Linked DNA regions of Mus musculus: region 1 is linked to region 2. Evidence: chromatin contacts called from public Hi-C data. All regions are on one chromosome and are shown on one strand. The core of a region is the stretch at or near the end of the contact, and the rest is flanking DNA. Distances in the headings are between cores, read along the strand shown.

What was found. Hi-C and Micro-C count contacts between places; a contact is called where the count stands out from the background.
Region 1: a Hi-C map of liver shows a contact between it and region 2, with 2.7 times the contacts expected there. The contact joins two enhancer-like sites. A contact is called at or near these places in 2 of 15 datasets of contacts at CTCF or cohesin (CD8 T cells and large pre-B cells), 10 of 484 Hi-C or Micro-C datasets (the N1E-115 cell line, bone marrow-derived macrophages, cranial neural crest and 5 more), 7 of 115 datasets of contacts at active chromatin or transcription factors (CD8 T cells, embryonic limb bud, embryonic stem cells and 1 more) and 1 of 9 other capture datasets (embryonic stem cells).

What each region holds. Positions count from the first base shown.
Region 1 is chr10:99,572,784-99,578,961 of GRCm38.p6, forward strand. No RefSeq gene overlaps it. Among named protein-coding and RNA genes, the nearest start is that of Gm20110, 33 kb to the right of the region's middle. Within about 2 kb of position 3,813, at least 21 of the 459 cell types and tissues checked have an H3K27ac peak or open chromatin away from gene starts, as enhancers often do. A contact at or near this core is called in bone marrow-derived macrophages, hepatocytes and liver, where this site is marked.
Region 2 is chr10:99,355,670-99,361,288 of GRCm38.p6, forward strand. No RefSeq gene overlaps it. Among named protein-coding and RNA genes, the nearest start is that of Gm34921, 88 kb to the left of the region's middle. Within about 2 kb of position 2,237, at least 13 of the 459 cell types and tissues checked have an H3K27ac peak or open chromatin away from gene starts, as enhancers often do. A contact at or near this core is called in bone marrow-derived macrophages, hepatocytes and liver, where this site is marked.

The DNA of each region.
Region 1 (6,178 bases), core at 2,563-5,062, 220 kb after region 2:
TAGACTCTAGAGTTTAGTATCAGAGTGTCAGAACCTAGGAGAGTATAGAGAATACTCACCAGCCTTAGCTTTCTACCCCATCTCTGTACAGCCCCTCAAAAGGATTTGCATGTGGGTCTGTGGGTATTGAACCTGCGCCTCCAGGGGCCGTTGGCATCACATCCCTGTAGAGGTCATTCTTTATGAGTAGACAGCACCCCATTTTACTCCTACTAGGTTAATATGAGGTCTTAAGACATTCCACATGGGGCCTCAGGCCACTGAAGTGGCAACTACTGGGGTCCTGGATTAGAAAGTGGGGTCTGTGGTAGGACAAGTGGTAGTCTGAAGGAGGATGACCTCTTGGCTCTGTAGCTTCCACAGCCGTAGAAGAGGACACGGAAGTAGAATTCCTGTTGCTGAAGCACTCTTGCCAGGGTTAATGGTGTCCATATTGGGGTGTGCTTCCTTCTTCTCCCGGGGTTCTCTTCCTCCGTGATGTCTAATGGAGTCGAACTCACTTCTCAAGCAGCATGGCATGTTGGGTCTCCTTCCAGAAAACCTTAATTCTCCTAGTATGTAACTCATTTGTCCTAAGATGGCAATAGCAAAAGACCGTAAGTCACTTAAGCACTGTGCACCCAGTTTTCTTTTAGGGCTCTCAAGAGATTTGGAAAAGTCAATATGTGCAGAAAGCTATATCGAAAGAAGTATTAAGTACTATAACTGCTAGCTGTGTACTCACACAGCACCCCGTTCTTACGCAGAAAGGCTTCATGTTGCTTTATTATATTTCCATTAGCGCCGTCTCTTCTGGCAACGTGCTATTGAATGCAAGGACTTAAATTGATTTAATTCTGTACTCTGAGCACAAAACCCAATGTACATTACTTAGTTGCTGCTCGGTAAATAGATTTGGGGTAGTTAAATCATCTTTTGGCAACTTGGAATTTGCTCCCGCAAGTGTTTATGCTGTGGTCTCTGCACGCCTATAAGGGAAGTGCCTGGGATTGAGCTCAGCTTCCTAGAACTTTCCAACTGTACGCACTTAGAGAGTTAGATGGGCAAGGTAGAACCAACCCCGAACCATGTCACTGGGTGGCTGGCAAAGAGAAGGAATATTCAAGTGGCATTCTTAAGGATCAGTTACATCTGTCCAAGATGCTGATTCTGTGTCACGACAAAAACTTCTCATCCACGACATCCCATTATGGAATGCTGTCTATGTCTTTGTAGGCGCCGACGAACGTGCAGGCTACTTTCCCAAGGTCTTTGTGACCAAGTGTTTTCTCAGCATCTTCCCTCTGAGGTGTTTGTGTCACTGTTAGTCTTCATTGGACCTGCTTATTCTGATGACTTGCAGATGAACAGGGCTCCGGAAATACGGCCAGGAGAGGGACCGTAAAGATGTTTGCCTGATTACGATTGCGAAACCACTCTGTCAAGTTTTCCCTATCATTTACTCAAGTGGTTGCTAGGTAATTTCTAGTCCAGCTCCACAATTAAAGTGAAAGGGCCTGGCAGCCAGCTCATCACTCGGTGGTTCTTCCGCTCGAGCTGGGCCTGAGCTGTGATCAGATACAACAGAATGCTTTGCACGGGACCTAGAAAACCCAAGCAAAGGGCCGCAGAAACCCTCCTCAGCGAGTCCAACCTCATTCTGGGAACATTGTTCTCTCAGTGACCCATAGGATGATAAAAGTGTGTTCTTTTTGTGCTTGCAGAGCTATGTTTAAGGTTTTCCCTTCTCCCACCCCAAAAGAAAACAGAAAGGAGGAAAAAAACAAACCTACTTAAATTACAGGGCATCTAAAAACAATATTAGGTGTTCTTTGAGTTTTCAAGTAATTATAACTATTCTAAAGTAATTGGCTTTACAACAAAGACTTGGACAGCTAAAGTGTGGAGAGTCCAAGACTCAGAGCGATTTCTGTGTTTTAGCTTACTTAATCTTCATGAATATCCTACTAGGTAGGAAGTCCTATTGTCTTTATGTTACCAGTGAGAAATGGAGGCATAGGAAACTATAGATTCACTTAGGTTCAAATGTTCCAAGGGTTAAATCTAGGTCCTTGTGTATACTAAGCATGGTTTGAGTCACTGATCTGTATCTCCATCCCCAGAATTAGGGCCATAGATTAAGGATACAGGGCCAGCATTCAAGCCTAGCCTGTTTTGTTAGTCTGATCATTTCACAGCCTTTTTTTTTTTAAATGTGGCAAAGACACATTTATTCATCAATTCTTCACTAGAGAGACCCCTTCTGAGCTATATTTTAAGGGAAGGAAATTCTAAGGGCATAATGTTAGTGAAGACTTTGTAGTTCCTGCTTTTTGTTATATATATTTTAATTCTTACTTTTGTTCTTTGTTTTGATTCAGGGTGTTGCTGTGTAGCTCTTGTTACTATGATCTCAAGAGATCCACTTTCCTCTGTCTCCTGAGTGCTGGGGTTAAGGGGGTGCCCCATCATGCCTGGCTTTAATTTTTCATTTTTAAGCCATATTAAATAAGATGTGATACAAATGAATTTGCAAATTTTCAGTAATGGAATTTCACATTACCATATTGCCCGTATTGGTATTTTGGTCCTCGTAGGATATGGGGCTGATCTCTTAAAATGAAGATTTTTTTTTTTCTGAATGAAATACAATCAAGGTTGAAGAGAATGCAAGGCACTTTCTCCATTGCTAGAATCAATGTCAACCTGACATAGGGGTCTTGTTTCCATGGCAACACATCAAGGCATTAACCGTTTGTTGCAGAGCTGACATGAAGACGAGAATTTCCATCTGGGTTTATTTGCTCTGTTACTCCTGTGCTTAGATCCTTCACTTTCTTTGACCTTCAATCTTCTCACAAATTAAAAGTAACCAGTTATTATTCCGCGTCCAGTGGAACTTCTTGTAATCTGGCAAAAGCGGTCAAATCTTGAATGAGCTCTGAGCTTCCCAGAAGAAGCTTCTCAATGGCTTCAAGTGTCTTTCCTTTGTTGCATGTTGTGATTCTCCTTACTCTGACCCCAGTGTTGGTGGCTAGACAGAAAAAAAGAAAGAAAGAAAAAAAGAATATTCTCTCCTCCCTCCAGTCTTTGCACCTGTTGTTTACATAAAAAGGAGGTGGGGGGAGAGGGTATATCCGGAGGCACAAGCAAGGCAGAAGAGTGATGGTGGCCCGGTTATGATGATTGTCTTGGGACAGCTTTGAAATTGAGCCAAATTCCCCAAGTCTCTTAACACCCATAGAGTCCAGTACGTTCAGTCCATTGTTTTTCTTTTTTTCCCCTTCCTTCCTTCCTTCCTTCCTTCCTTCCTTCCTTCCTTCCTTCCTTCCTTCCTTCCTTCCTCCCTCCCTCCCTCCCTCCCTCCCTCCCTTCTTTCCTTTCTTTCTTTCTTTCTTTCTTTCTTTCTTTCTTTCTTTCTTTCTTTCTTTCTTTTTAGAAATACTGTGCTTTAATGCTTTAGAAAGAAAAATCACATCTAGTGTAAAACAAAAGAATCTTTGGATTGGCTTACCTTTAAAATGATATGATAATTATGAGTAATATTTAGCAGGCTAATACATGCCAGGAACTGCTGTAACTGCTATTCTGTCCACTCATAGACTACAATGTTTACAACTCTTCCTTAGTTGAGATACAGGACATAAAATACATTTTTCCCAGAGCTTCAAGACAATGACCTGGCAGAGACCACTTTCACCTCCACGTAGCACGTGATCAGACTTGGGTAATTGGCCTCTCTCCAGTCTCCCAAAGTCTAGGTTTTCTGATACAATGCTTCAACCTTTCTGAGTCACGGATTTCTTATTTACTGGAATTGACAGCGTCACTCAGATCCAAGCCAAAACACTTGCCAAACAGCTTTTTGTTTGTTTATACTTCTATGTGTGCGTGTGGATACAGGTTAGGGAAAGTTGAAGTGGTTTTTGGATAGAGATTTTTCACTCTCATTAGTCATAATCATGGTGTGTGTGTGTGTGTGTGTGTGTGTGTGTGTGTCGCAGGACCAACCTTAAAGATGACTTATATAATGTTCATCTCCACAGTTGTTAAATTTAAATCATAAGAGAGAGATATATCTATGTATATCTTACATTATCAAAGGCCGGTAATATAACGCTCTTGTTAGTTCCACTCTACTGTAGTATGCATGATAAGGAATATTAGAACTGACTCTTGGGTTGAGTTTGGTTCAATACCAAAATTATGCTATTTTTTTTCCAGTTTGGAGTTCACTGTAAAGTTTCTGTGCATACTCACTTTTTGATAGGTTATATCCTGGTAGATGTAATTCCATGAACTGATTTGCTACAAATTATCCCACAGTAGAATCAAATCTCTATAAAAGAAAGTATTTTACCAGCACATTCATAATATGTTATTAAAGTTAAATAATAATAGTCCTCACAGTCACAATGCCATCAACGGCTACTAAACCTCCACTTAACACAGTGGCGAACTTAATGACTGCCATATTTCACAGTTCAGACACGATGGGAGTTCGAGTCCATCCTGGAACCAGTCTCCTGGACTGCAAAGACATACATGTTCTTAATAAAAATATTCAGAGAATCTTTAAATGTTTTAAGGGCCAGTAACAATTTAACATTCCTATTAAGATTTACATTACTAAATTCTCCGACGCTAGCAGGCAAATGCTGAACGATTGATAGTGTTTCTCTGCCCCCTAGTGGACTGGCTGCAGAATTGAACTGGCCAGCACACCATTCTTCAGGCGCAGTTGCCGGTGTGCTCTGAGGTCTAGATTCTGAGATCTGTATCTGATTTGACTCCCAAAGGGTAGTGGTGGAGGCAGATTAAGGTCAAGCCTCTAGTTGAGTGGTTCTCAGCCTTCCTAACGCTACGACCCTTTCGTACAGTTCCTCATGTTGTGGTGAAGCCCAACCATAAAATTTTCAGTGCTACTTTGTAACTGCAATTTGCTACTCTTATAAATGGTAATGTAAAATATCTGTGTTTTCCAATGGTCTTGGGCAACTCCTGTGGAATGGTCATTCAACCCCCAAAGGGTTTGCAGCCGATAGGTTGAGAATCAACCGTCTAGCGCAAAGGAATACGAACATGGTGTATTGTTTCTGCTTGGGTTTCAAAACTTCAGGGGAGTCATGGCAATTGTGGAAATGGTTTTCACATCTGAGCTAGCGGCATTTTCACTATGTTGTGACAGAAGGGTTTCTCATCAGGTTTTTATTAACTTCTGGGGCTGATAATGGGCAACTTTGTAGGATGCTTAAGAGCATCCCTGGCTTTCTCTCTGATAGATGCACCCCCAGCTATGATAAGAAACATCTCTGGTGTTAACTTTGCAGGGAACCTTTCCCCTGCATGAGAATCCTCTTGTTCTTCACGGCTCCTATTCATCTGCAAATGATGTGATAAAAACATTTTACCAGATATTTTACCACAGCTGGGAGACCTTATATTATTTAATGTAGTCTGTACAAAAGTCCTCAGGGGTAAAGTACATCCTAGACTATCATTTATCCCCATCCTCAGCTGAGGTCTTTTCCTTTCAAATGACTCCAGCTTGTGTCAAGTTGACATAAAGCCAGCCAGTACAGGGGACAGTGGGGAGAGAGGCAAGGCTCCAGTGAGGCTGTTCAGCTCTTATGAAGCCTTCAGAAAGATGTCAGCTTTTTCTGTGAGTGAGAAGAAATTCCACCGGAAAGAGAGGTGCTGTGATCTCATTTAATCTGTCAAGGAAGTATGGCAATCTTTTCCTCTGTCTTAGGAAACAGTGGGTCAGAATGGCTAGGGCAATAAGTTCTGGCTGTAAGACTGACTTAGTTTGAAACGCTATCTCTAGGATTTCCCTTCCAGTGTACAGGGTGACAAATGATTTGACTTAGCAGAGCCTCTGTTTTCTCATCTGAAGAAAAAAAAATGTAGCAAAATCCCTGCTAACTGAGTCTAAGTGTCACGAGACAGGTGATGCCCCCATTAGTTCATTACCAGTTAGAAGAACAAAACTCGACCTGGCTGGTGAGCCGCGGTTCTTGGCTCTGCTACGCTTTTGCAAAGCAGAGAATGATTGCCCCATCAGTGAATGCAAGTGCCCTGTGTTTGGAAGTACCGTTAATACCTGCCTGGAGACTTGATAATGTGTCCTGCTTTCACTTTCATTGTTTAGGGTGTGAGAAGCAATTATTTTGCATAGTTCTCAGTCATTAAACGAGGC
Region 2 (5,619 bases), core at 987-3,486:
ATTATAGACTATAGGTGGCCATTCTAGATCATTCCTTTCGATGTTAAATAAAATTATGAATTCCATAAGTACCTCTTTTTGTGCCTGCCAGAACCTAAGTCTTTCTAAATCGAGAGTTTTTTACGGAACCTAGTTCTCATATAAGCTATGCTTCCTAAATACTTAGAACCTCCCCCCACCCCCAGTATCTAGCTGCTATTTGTTCTGTTGCAGTAGAAAATCCTCTTTCCATTTTCTTCTCTATTAATATAAGCCCTGTAAATATGCATGATAAAGTATGGTGTTTTGACACATCTATATATATGGGGGAATTTGAACTCAGGTTATTAATATATCTATCACCTTTAATGTGTATCATTTATCTATGGTAAATACATCTAAATCCTATCTCTCAGTTATTTTAAGATAAGTAATGTATTATTTTAAAATTATCCTTTCCTGCTATGTATTCGTGTATTCTCTCATTAAAATCTATAATACCACAACAGAGATATCTCTACCCACTTCTTTTTTTAAATTTTCATGGTCATAATATTTGAAATGCTGCCCATGTCTCTATTCAAGAAGACACCCACATTCAGCCATTTATCCCCACCTTTGAAATCTGGGAGAGGATTTTCATTATTCTAAATTAGAACTAGTAACTTCTATGTTTCTGATTGCCCTTCTAAAGTGGCACGTCATGGTGACACATGGCCTTTGTTAAACAAACTGACATTCAACCTTTGCAACTGCAACCACGAAGAAAATTTGTGACTCTACGCAACCCTGTTTTCTTTTGCCATGACGCCTATTTGTATTTAATTTAGAAGCCAAAGATCGTAACAGCCTCTACTTTACACAAGAACTCTCTGGTTATTTTTTTTTTTTTCCCCTGAGAGAGAGTTTCTCTGTGTAATAGCTTTGGTTATCCTGGAACTTGGCTTGTAGACCAGGCTAGCCTTGAATTCATAGAGATCTGTCTGCCTCTGCCTCCTGAGTACTGGGATTAAAGGAGTATACTGCCATTACCCAGCTGAAAATTTCTGGTTAATTTTAAAAAGATCTAATTTAAGTTAATTTAGAAAATCTGTTACATTCTAGAATTCAAAGGATCTAACCTTTCCAAAAAGCAAGCTGTAAGAATTTTGGACATTAAGCTATTTCTGAGTATAGTTGACTTTCACTGATTAACCCAGCTTGGACATCTGCTTTGTTGTGGGGTCTCAAGGAGAGCCATGGTCTTGATTGACAAATGTATCAGATGATATGCCTTTTCTTTTCCCAGTCTCCTTTGCAATTAGGTTGAAACCATTCACACGTTTCATTCAGCCAATGAAAGCCATGCAGAAATACCTCACTTCACTTTTTTTTGCAAGGACATGTAAGAAGAGAGGGTGAGCCACCCCCATTTGCTGTTCAAGAGTCTAGAAGCTGTAGGTATAAAATAGAACGGGATGAGTCATGTGAAACAGAAACACAGTTCTAACTGAGCTGAGCCACTGGGATTTGGGGTTGGGTACTTCAGCAGCCAGCACTAATGATTCTGACTTAGGCAGCAGGTGCTAGATCTAGATGTTATGGAATGATCGGAGAAATTGGGTTCATATCTAGAAGAGGAAATCACAAATCTTTGAATTAAAACCCACGGGGGGCAGGGGGAAGACTTAGAGGAAAGTAAATCACATTTCTGGAAATTACGATGGAGTAAACTAAGCTTCAGGGTAAAGGGCACACAGATCAATGTTTTTATCAAGTTCGTCAAATGCTTCTAGATCATTTCATTCAATCCCAAACTTGTGTCGCTTATCATCAAAGTGTTTTCTGAGATGGTGAAATAGAAGATCAAAAGGAATCAGAGGTTTGAGAGTGATTGGGGGGCAGGGGGCAAACTCTGACCCCTTAGGCTAAATCTGGACTCCTGGTTTGTTTTATTGAGATGCAGCCAAGCTCGGTTACTTACTTATTGCCTAAGGCTGTTTTCCTCACACAGGCAGAGCTGCAACCAGTGACCTCAAGTGTCACAAAGCCTACTAATATATTTCAGGTCTGGCTCTTAGGAGAAAATATTTTGGCTTATAGTCTTCTCAGCCCACCTCCCCTCCCAATCCCCCTTTCAGGAGATAGACACCAGTCCTCAGTTTTACTCTGCTCCTTAGTGGTTGACTCAAACTCAGCAGTGCAGTTGCTGTGGATGACTTGTAGAAGCCATTGAATATCCTAGGTCAGCCGCCAACGAGAGCATTTCCATGTTCTGTGAACAAAGTCCAACAGGTTCTCGGCTTTTCTTTCAGGCTGTCAAAGCCAGCACACACACAGCCTACATAGCATTGCTGTCCTAGTGGTATCTAGAAAGAGCTGGAGACGTTTGCAAGAACAGAGATTATGATTTCCAGATACATGTGCATTTCTGAAGTTCTTTTACTTCAAAAGGAAATTATCAAATATGCTAATAATTAGTGTCACCGAGACATATTCAAGATAAGTCCGCATTGGAGTCTGATCAATTTATATCAAAAGCTTGGTGCCACATAAAAATTTAAAAATAACCTATATTTAAATATATGCACATCTAGATGTGTATATTTGAACACACATCTAAATATAAAATTTAAAGCTGTCAGATCCAGGAAATTCAAGTGTTAAGTGGAATTCTGGGGGATGGCTAATAAGACTGGCTCCATGAGCAGACATGAGTGGCAGATCTTCAGCTTAAAGCACTGTTTTTCCATCTTCCTAATGCTGATACCCTTTAAAACAGTTCCTCCTTTTGTGGTGACCTCCTCAGCCACAAAATTACATATGCTAATTCATAACTATATTTTTGTCACTTTATGAATTATAGTGTAAGTATATGACATGTAAATGGTCTTAGGTGACGCCTGTGAGCTTGGGGACTCCTGCTGAAGAGAGGAAGAAAGACTTGTAGAAGCCAGAGGGGTCTAGGATACCAGAGGAACAGTCATAGAACCAACTAAGCAGGACTCAGAGGGGCTCACAGAGACTGAAGTGACAATCACAGAGCCTGCACAGGTCTGTGCTAGGTCCTCTGTATATATGTTGCGGTTGTGTAGCTTGGTATTTTTGTTGGACAACTAACAGTGAGAGTAGGGGGTGTCTCTGACTCTTTTGCCTGCACTTGGGAACTCTTTCCTCCTAATGGGTTGCCTAGCCCAGCCTTGATGTAAGGGCTTGTGCCTAGTCTTATTGCATCTTGTTATGCAGGTTTTGATCCATATCTCTGGGAATCCTGCTCTTTTCTGAGAGGAACCTGAGGAGTGGATCCAAGGGAGAGAGAAGTGGGTGAGAACTGGGAAGAGTGGAGGGAGGGGAAACTGGGGTAGGGATGTAGTGTGTAAGAGAAGAGTAAATTGAAGAAAGAAAGAAAGAAAGAAAGAAAGAAAGGAAGGAAGGAAGGAAGGAAGGAAGGAAGGAAGGAAGGAAGGAAGGAAGAAAGAAAGAAAGAAGAGGGAGGGAGGGAGGGGGAGTAAAGGAGGGGGAGGGACGGAAGGAAGGAAGGAAGACAGACAGACAGACAACATCTTTTGACCCACCTCCCCATGGGGGTCTCGACACACAGATTAAGAACCTCTGGCTTAAAGAAGTCTATGACAATTCTCTTCTTTCTCCTTTCATTGTCCCAACGATGTAATAAAGATCACCAGCCAGAAACCTAGCAAATGACAGCAAAGACACCAAGTATGCTTGTTTCCAAGCAAACAACAGGGGTAAATGTCCAGGGCCCAAAACTCTAGTATTTCTCAGTGAAGAAAGGAGGAGTGAGCCCAGGCTACCTCACAAAGGCCCACCTAGGTCTCTGAGAACCTCTTTGGCAATTGGATCAGGTTCACTGCAGAGCAGCTGCTGAGGTCGGGAATGGAAGCCATTGATTGCTAAGGCAGCAGGAGATTGGATGCAAGGAGTTCTTTCACCCTTTGGAAAGAAAAGCTTAGCATCCCTCCATCCCCCACTCATTTAATTTATGTAAGTTCTTGGAGTCAGAAAAGAAAGAAAAACCAAAGCAGAACGCAATTTCATTACAATCTTAATGGGAATAATTGGTAACATGTGTACCTCATTTGGCATATGCAGTCTTCATTCCCTTCTTGTTGGTTAATTGAGACTGGCAGTCCCAATTGAACAGCTCCTAGTAGCATGTAATGGCTAATTGTGAGCAGGTTAGAAGCAGTCTTTGTCTTTGAAAAGGCCTCTTAACTTTCCAGGGCATGTCTGCTTTGGATTGAAGTTGTAACCCGGTATTGAATGATTGAAATTCAAGAAAATCCTTTAATATTACGGTTCAAATAAGTGAACTCATACTTCATGCCGTATGTTTAGCAGGTGACTGAAACCATGTGCTCTTTAGTCGAGTTACTAGAGAATTACGTGTAAGGATTTAAATATGGATGTAAGCAGCTTTATAGCTAGGGGCAAAGAGTATTGTGGTTAATACAGAGGCTAGAATAAGAATTATATTCATTTGGGCCACTGGAGTGACTTCTAGTTGAATTCAGTTATCCTTTATGTTAATAACTCCCTAGATTCACAGCCAAACATCCATTGACTTGCTCAGTTACTATTAACAAATGGCTAGTGTCTGAAAAGGCTTTGCCTACTGGTGTGTGTGTGTGTGTGTGTGTGTGTGTGTGTGTGTGTGTGTGTGTGTGTCTGGGTGTGTGTGTGTCAATGTATATGAGTGTATAGTCCAATTTACATGAGGACATGTATTCTTTGATGGTACCATCAGTACTATGACCCTAAGACACATTTCTAAGCATTGTGCAAGGAAGCCCACTCAATAATATATTGTTTATGGCTCAGCTGGTAAGGTGCTCACCATGGAAGCAAAGCAACCTGGGTTTGCTAGAACCTAGAACCCATGTGAGAACATGCTGGGTGTGCTGGTGAACAACTGTAATCCTAGCACTGGGGAGGCAGAGATAAGCAGATTTTTGGGGTTTTCAAAATCAGCCTAGGCTAAACCACAAACTACAGGTCCGGGAGAGGCCCCATCTCAAAACAAAGACAGATTTTTAAAAAACCCATGGTGGACAGAGTCTGAGGAACTGTTACCTCCTTCCAGCCTAGCAAGGCTGGCTGTGACCAGCCGCCGCTTAAGCGGAGCCACCTGCTGTGCTGCTCCTTTGATGTGCCACTACCTGCCCGAGGCCCAACCTGCCTGAGGCCTGCACCGGTTCTCTTCCAAGAATTTTCCGGAGTTGGCACCGAACTGCAATCTTCACGAGTTCCCACTAAAAGGCTGACCTATCTACTTCAAAGAAACTTTGCATGGCTAGAGATGGGCTTCCCCTCTTCTTTATAAAGTGCGTTTGCTGACATTAAAATTGAACCTTGATCAGAATGACTGTCTTGGTTTCATCTTTCTCTCGTGCCGCTTAGCTCCCTCTTCTCTTCCAGATTCCAAGATGCTTTCTCAGAACAGAACCCAGACATGTGAACCGCTGGCCGGACACAACAAGGAACAACACCTGATGTTGTCCTCTGTCTTCCAAATGCACGCAAGCACACATGAATACACAACCACACATACACATCTGTACATGTGTGTAGTTAACATGTGAAATGCACACACAAACAGACACAGACTGTGCAGTATGGTGGCTGGATATTTATCACTTC